Linked DNA regions of Sus scrofa: region 2 is linked to region 1. The links are chromatin contacts, called in public Hi-C maps. All regions are on one chromosome and are shown on one strand. The core of a region is the stretch at or near the end of the contact, and the rest is flanking DNA. Distances in the headings are between cores, read along the strand shown.

Region 1 (3,259 bases), core at 447-2,946:
GCGTTCGAAGGCCAGAATTGTGCAGAGCCGCCTTCCACTGCGCATCAGGTTTAATTGGTTGAGCAAAGATCATCTATAATGACCTCCTGGCTCGGGCGGCTACTCTGGGGCCTTCAAGTTGCAAGTTTCAACCGGCCTTCCTGGGAGCCTCGCCCCACAATCCCCTCTGGGGTCTCACTTGTGTGCTCTTAGCAAAAAGGACTGGGACTGGGGCCTGCTGAGATCTAGCTACACAGTCTCAGCTCCCTAACACCCCACCCCAAAGACGTCCTGGGTTAATGCCGAGTTTCCAGCCAAGGCGCTGTAAATCCCTCTCCTCTCTCAAGAGAAATCAGGGTTCCGCTCGCGGGTGCGGACCCCAGGCCGGCCCGGCAGTCACTCACCGGCCAGGCGAAACTGAAAGGCAGCACGATGCGGTTGCGTTCGTTGCCGCGACTGGCCTTGAGGTTGAAGTTGTTGCCCCCGATGACAGGCGTGGACCCCGAGCCGAAGCTGCAGGGCCCCCCGGCCGTAACGCGCCACTGGTACTCCTTGAGGCACACTTTGAAGTACGTGTCACACTCGTCGCGGGAGCACTTGCGGTCCCCTGGGTTCCGGGCGCCGCCGCAGCAGTTCCCGTTCTGCAGCTCCCCATTCACGTTCTGCATGGACAGGATCTCCAACTCGAACTGACCGGAGGCCCAGCACACCTGCCGGCAGGGGAGGGAGGGAGGTCAGCACAGGGGAAAGTTGTTTTCTTCGAGGGTGGAAGTGGAGACTCCTTCCCCGCCCGCCCCGACGAGCCCTTGGCGCCAAGTGAAGATAATTTTGCAAAACTGGGTGCAAGGGCTTAACGTGATTCCCGGGCTTAGGAGGCTGGAGTGTGGGAGAAATCCGACACGACTGTTCCCGGGGAGCAAGCAAGCCCTGCCCAGCCTGGGGGTACATTTAGGAGCCCAGGGGCTCCTACAGCCCAGGTGCAGCCTCTCGGGCGTAGGGGCCCAGGCAGGAGCAGGAGCCCTGGGGCTCCCGAGGCTGCTACAGGCGCTCAATCGCAGGCGTCCAGGCGCCGCGAGGGAAACGAGAGGGCGGGCTGGGAGGGGGGCCGGGTAGACTCCTACCTTGGCTCGCAGGGCGCAGAGCAAGGCGAGCAGGAGGCTCAGGGGGCGCCCGGGCCGGCCGCGCGTCCGTGGGGACCGCATCGCTGCACCGCGCGCCGCGGGCACTCGGGACGCCGCCGCCGCCGCTGCTGCTCGCGCTGGTGCTGCCGCTGGTGTTGCCGCCGGTGCTGCCGTCGCCGCTGCCCCTGCGGCCGCCGCGTCCGGGCTCTAATATACTCCGCCGATTGGAGCATGCACGACTGGAAAACAACACCACTTTTCAAAAGCCCTTTCAAGAGCGGCCCGTTCCAGAAGGCAAAGAGCCCGGCCTCCTTTTATTATTCTGATCGCTTCTTTGAGGCGCTCCCCCTCCTCTTCCACCTCCCGGCTTTCTTTCCTTCTCTCGCGCTCCCCTTCTTTTATTATTATGATTATGCGCAGCCTTTTATTCCCTTTCAGATCAGCTGCTCAGAAAGGAGGGAGGGAGGGGAGGAAGGAAAAAAAATAAAAAAATAAAAACCCGAGCCCAGCTCGCGGCCCGGCCGCAGGTAACACAATGACGCGTGCCCGCCCGGCTCTCGGAGAGGGACTCAGAGAGCCCGTCTGGGAGCCGCGGCTGGGGCTGGCCACCTCTACCCAGCGCGCAGGACAGGCGCATGCGTGCTTATTAATATTCATGAGGGGCGTGACCACCAGCGACACGCCCCTTCCCTCCCAAAGGATGGGGAGGGGGAGTACTGGAAAGAACTTAGAAGGGGTTGAGGGTGGGAGACGCGCAGGGCCACGTAGACGTCTGAGGGCCCAGCGTAGACCCCTGCCCTCGGGTGTTTGGGTCCAGGCGGGAAGAAGGGCAGGAGGCTGGAAGGAACATGAAGGCTCCGTTGCTCAGGGACGCGCGGGGCCAGTTTGACGCCCAGGGCCCCCTGCGCGGACCGCCCCCTTGGGCACCTCGCGCCGAGCGCCTCTGGCCTCCTGTCGGAGCCCCAGGTGTAGGCGCCTCGGCACTGCCTGAGCGATCGGAGCGGGGCGGCTTCCGCCTTCCGTGCTGCCTGCGTCAGCCGCGGCTTTCGCCCCTGTAGGAGGGCCTGCCCTCCGGGAGCCCGGCCCGCTTCCCGCGAGCGAGTGAGCAAGCCGCCCAGAGCGCGCAGCTGGCGGCAGAAGCGGCGGCGGCGAGGCTGGCGCGCTGGCCGCCGTCTGCTTGCCGGGCAGAGGCGACCTGGGCAGGCGCTGCTGGGAACTTTGAAAAACTTTCCCGGAGCCGAGCTGGCCGCAGATTCGAGGGGAAGCCTCGGCCGCGCCCCACCCCCTCCCAAATCCGAGTCTGCGGAGCCTCAGAGGGCTCCCAGCTTCCTTTCCAAACCGCGCCGGGGCAGAGGAGGGGAAGCCAGACGAGGCCAGAGGGCAGCGGGCACGCGGGGGTCCTGCCCAGGCAGAGATGCTGATGGGCTAGGGCTCGCACCCTCCCGGTCCCGCCGCCCAGGCCGCAGTGCCTGAATTGCACCTGTAGGCGGCCTCCGAGCAGCTCTGGGTGGCCAGAGAGCTTGGAAGGGACTGTCTCACTGCCAGAGCCTGGCAGCAGAACTTAGCTTCTCTGGGGTGGCAGTGGAAACTGATGCTATTTTCTACCTTGAGGCGAGCCTCGCAATTAACAGCGACACTCTCGGTCATAACCAAGGTCAAAGGGAAACCTGCAGGTTGGCCGACGCCTCCACCAAGCCCTCTAGGCGGACCTACTGCTGTGTTTGAGGGAATCTCTTTAGAGAAAAAAAGGTTAATTTCCACTGAAAGGTGGACAAAGTTTTGGCCCCTCTGTTGGCTACGTCCTGCCGAAAAAAAGTGATTCTTCAGGGGCTGGATGATGGCTGGATGTGAAGCATGATGGGCTGCAGGGGTCAAGGGAAAGTATTTTCCAACATGCTGAGTTAGAGAATAAAAGGGTGGTTATTTACTTACTACATTTCATGGGTGGGTCAATATGGGCAGTATTTTCAGTACTAGATCTCATCCCACCAGGGAATAAAATAAGGCAGCTAACTGACCTCTGTGTTGCCTTGGTTCAAAGTCACCAAGGATGGCTTAGGAATCTTGGCATTTTAAGGATGCAAGAAATGCTCCTAAGAAAGGCACCTTCTCAATGTATCCCATCTTGATCATTGGTGAAAGAATTAGTCCATATTTGG
Region 2 (3,259 bases), core at 224-2,723, 130 kb after region 1:
TAAGTCATAAGCCTCCCAATTCTTGTTCCTGGCCTGTTGTCAGTTGGCCACATGGCTCAGGGCGCCATGCCAGCCTCAGCAAGACTGTCAAATCTTTTTACTCTGAGCAGAATGGCAGCTCTCCTCTGAACCACTCCACTTCTTTGAGTCTTGTCACCATCCCCACCTTATCCTATCACCATAAATGAACCCATTAGGTGCCAAACAACAGCCCTCATGGCATTTCTCCTGCAATTCCCCATATTTCACACTTTACCCCTTCTCCCCACAAGGTTTAACCAATCCTGTGTGCTTTTTCCACAGAGCCAACTTCCAAGGCTTGATAAATTAAAAGGAGGTAACGTGTTTTAGGGGTCATCCTGGTGCCATGTATGCCTAAGCCCTTCCTGGAGGGCAGAGACCTTCCTTTCATGCCTTGGGTCAAAGCAAGCCCATAGGCTTTATCCTAAAATGTCAAAAACATCTGGGATGGATAGTTAGTTCTGAATAGTGAATGAATGAATAAAAGTATTGTAATTCAAGTATGTTTATTCTAAAGGAAGAAATTAAGGCCTAGATAACTGGAATAATCAGAGATCCCAGCAGCAGAGCAGAGACCAAAGCCAGATCTTCTAGAGGCCACGCCGACCTCCTTCAGGGTCATTTCAGGTCCTGTTTGCTCTAGGAAACCTTCCAAAGAAATTTTACCCTTTCTTTTTCAGTCCTCTGCTTCTTTTTGACCCAATCTTCCCTCCACACATCTCAGCACTTGATTCCACTGAACGCAGCACTTTTTAACATTACGCTGTACACTATTCTCATCTGAGCTCAATCCCTTATTTATCAAAAATACTCTCTTAAGTGTTTGCGGAAAAGTGAAATGCAAACATCTTACAGTCTTTAATACACACGAGTCCTACTTCATGAACAAGAAGGTAGACATCTGCCTTCTATTTTTGTCGTTTGTGTTTACACAAGCCACAGGCACATAGTAGGTGTTCAACAAAGATTTCTTGACTATAATTGAATTTCCTGGTAGCTGAAACAACTAGACAGACTGGTGAATAGATATAAATTAGCAAAGCAGAGTTAAACCATGTGGTGATCATTGAAAAGTCGTTTCATTTTTAGCCAAGGTAAATGCTTTTTTAATGTGTAAAGAAATCTATAATTTTCTGTGCTTTGAATTAAAGCTCCTACTTTCCAGGTTTCCTGCCTGCTTGTGGCTTCTCTTAATGAGCTAATTTACCCCACCGAGGTGAGAGATTTCCTCTTGGGAAGGGCTTTAGATGTGTCTCTCTCATACCCAGGGCCCCAGAGCATTTCCTTACAGGGCTTTAAACACTCCAAGCATATTTAAGAGAGAAGCCAAGAAACAAATCTGTTGTTTTAGCTTTATTCCTCGAGGCTCAGCGGCTCGGCTTTCCTCCCTCTTTGATCACACTGGCTGGAGTGGCCGGGCTTGGAGACTCTGCGGAGAAGGGCTGGGTCTCTTTAGGAAGCCCAGTGCAGGGGGACCCACCCAGCTCCACACAATGAAAATCAAGTTGTCAAGCCTTTGAGGTGGCTGTGAAGATTTATTCTTCCTGGGCAAATTGGTAAGACATTTGTATTTTTTGAAAACGCTTTGATGAACTTGATAAGGAAGCCCTGGTTTGAATGTGGAAAAACATTCTAGAGCTTTTTCCACCACTGAACTGGATTCTCAGTGTTCACTGCGGAGCTTGACCTGTGGAAATGAACTTTCCCTTCAAATTAATGACAAGACCAAAAAAGAGGATCGTTTGGGGATTATGGAGCGCACGCTTGCGCTGTCTTGGAATATAAGCCTCCACGAGGCAGGTCTTCAGCAGACCTTGACACCTCCTCCACACACTTCCCAGACCTCGGTTGCCCACCAGTTTTCTGATTGCTCACTTTTGATTCCATTAGTTATGTCACTAATTATGGTTCTGTTACTTCTGTGACTTCTACCAGCTGAAGCAATGGAAGAAGCAGTTTTTTTTTTTTTATTTTGCATATAATGGAAATAGTTGCTGTCTGTCCTAAGTTCAAGTGTTGTTTGTTGCGGAAGAAGTGTCACACACTGTTCCCAGTATGTCTTGGTCACATTTAGGTCTCGAGGGACCTGGGAAAGGAAATGGAAACTCATGAAATATCTCTTATATTCCAGAAAGACTTTTTAGCCAGGAACATCTACCAACATCCCTAAGATGGTCAGGAGGTTACCACCAGTTAGGCAGACCATTATGAATAGCTCTTAAAGGCCTGTCTCCATTCAAAACAAAACAAAACAAAAAAAAAACCAAAAATCAAACATGGGCCTTTATCAACTGGGAGAGGCAGAAATTCTACAATCCTGGGAGATTTTCTTGGGAAAAAATCAGAATACTGTCCATTGCTTCTGTTATTTGGACAACTCTGTCTTGTGTGGCAGCTGGCAGTATGGCTCAATGGAGAGTCCATGAACTTGTGACAGATGCAACCAGATTTGAATTCCTTTGTTGGTACTTATTTTCTGTGTCAGCTCGGGTATATTCTTCATTCTTCTGTTCAATTAGCTCAACTGTAAAATCAGGGAAGTTGAGTGTTGCTGGTTGAAGCCACTCAGGTTGTAAGGATCAAAGGTAGGCTCAGGTTACATGGCTGATCAGGGATTACTACAGGAGACACGAGCATTTAAGGAAATGTGACAGATGGTCACCACGCAGGGGAAGGCAGCCCCTCATGAGAGGCCTTGCCATATTCATGGCACCATTTCTTCTTGTCTCCTCATCTGGGTATGTCTATCTCCCCTCTGCCTCCATGGCTTTTTCTTTTCTCTCCTCTTCCTACTGCTCTCTCTTTCCTTGTCCCTATCTTATATTCAGACTTCCCCAGTAGAGAGAGTCAGGAGGTTACCACCAAATAGGGGCCCCTCTTGGTCAGGGTTCCCATTGCCAGGCTTCCCCAAAGCTGCCTCAGTGTGTGGATGGTTGCCTTGGGCTCAGGATCCGATCCCGGAGACCGTCTTCAGTAGCTCAGCCAACAGGGTCCTGTGACATCAAACATGGTTCCATAGGGGACATTGCCCCTCCACATCTCCATTTGCCCCTCTCTGTTCTTTTTGCCCTGCTATGTGCCCTGACCTCTATAAACTGTCTTGTCTGTGCTCCAGTGTTTTTGTTTCCTCTTAGGTTCAGCCAATGGGAAGCATTGGCAGGAGATCAGACAAGGGCAGCGAGAGGAGTTGGGGTATTTCTTCTTCGTCTCCACCCCACCTGGCTGTGGTTTTGACAGT

Evidence for each region. A called contact is a pair of places that touch in the nucleus more often than the background predicts.
Region 2: a contact with region 1 is called in a Hi-C map of subcutaneous adipose tissue, with 1.7 times the contacts expected there. The contact joins the enhancer-like site here to the promoter of JAG1 in region 1. A contact is called at or near these places in 5 of 47 Hi-C or Micro-C datasets (alveolar macrophages, fetal heart ventricle, heart right ventricle and 2 more) and 1 of 2 datasets of contacts at active chromatin or transcription factors (skeletal muscle).

What each region holds. Positions count from the first base shown.
Region 1 is chr17:19,627,963-19,631,221 of Sscrofa11.1, forward strand. JAG1 (protein jagged-1) reads right to left here and starts at 1,697. Exons shown (of 26, transcript XM_005672699.3): 1 at 1,101-1,697; 2 at 384-689. The coding sequence starts at 1,181.
Region 2 is chr17:19,754,263-19,757,521 of Sscrofa11.1, forward strand. No RefSeq gene overlaps it. Among named protein-coding and RNA genes, the nearest start is that of JAG1, 130 kb to the left of the region's middle. Within about 2 kb of position 1,474, at least 11 of the 83 cell types and tissues checked have an H3K27ac peak or open chromatin away from gene starts, as enhancers often do. A contact at or near this core is called in subcutaneous adipose tissue, where this site is marked.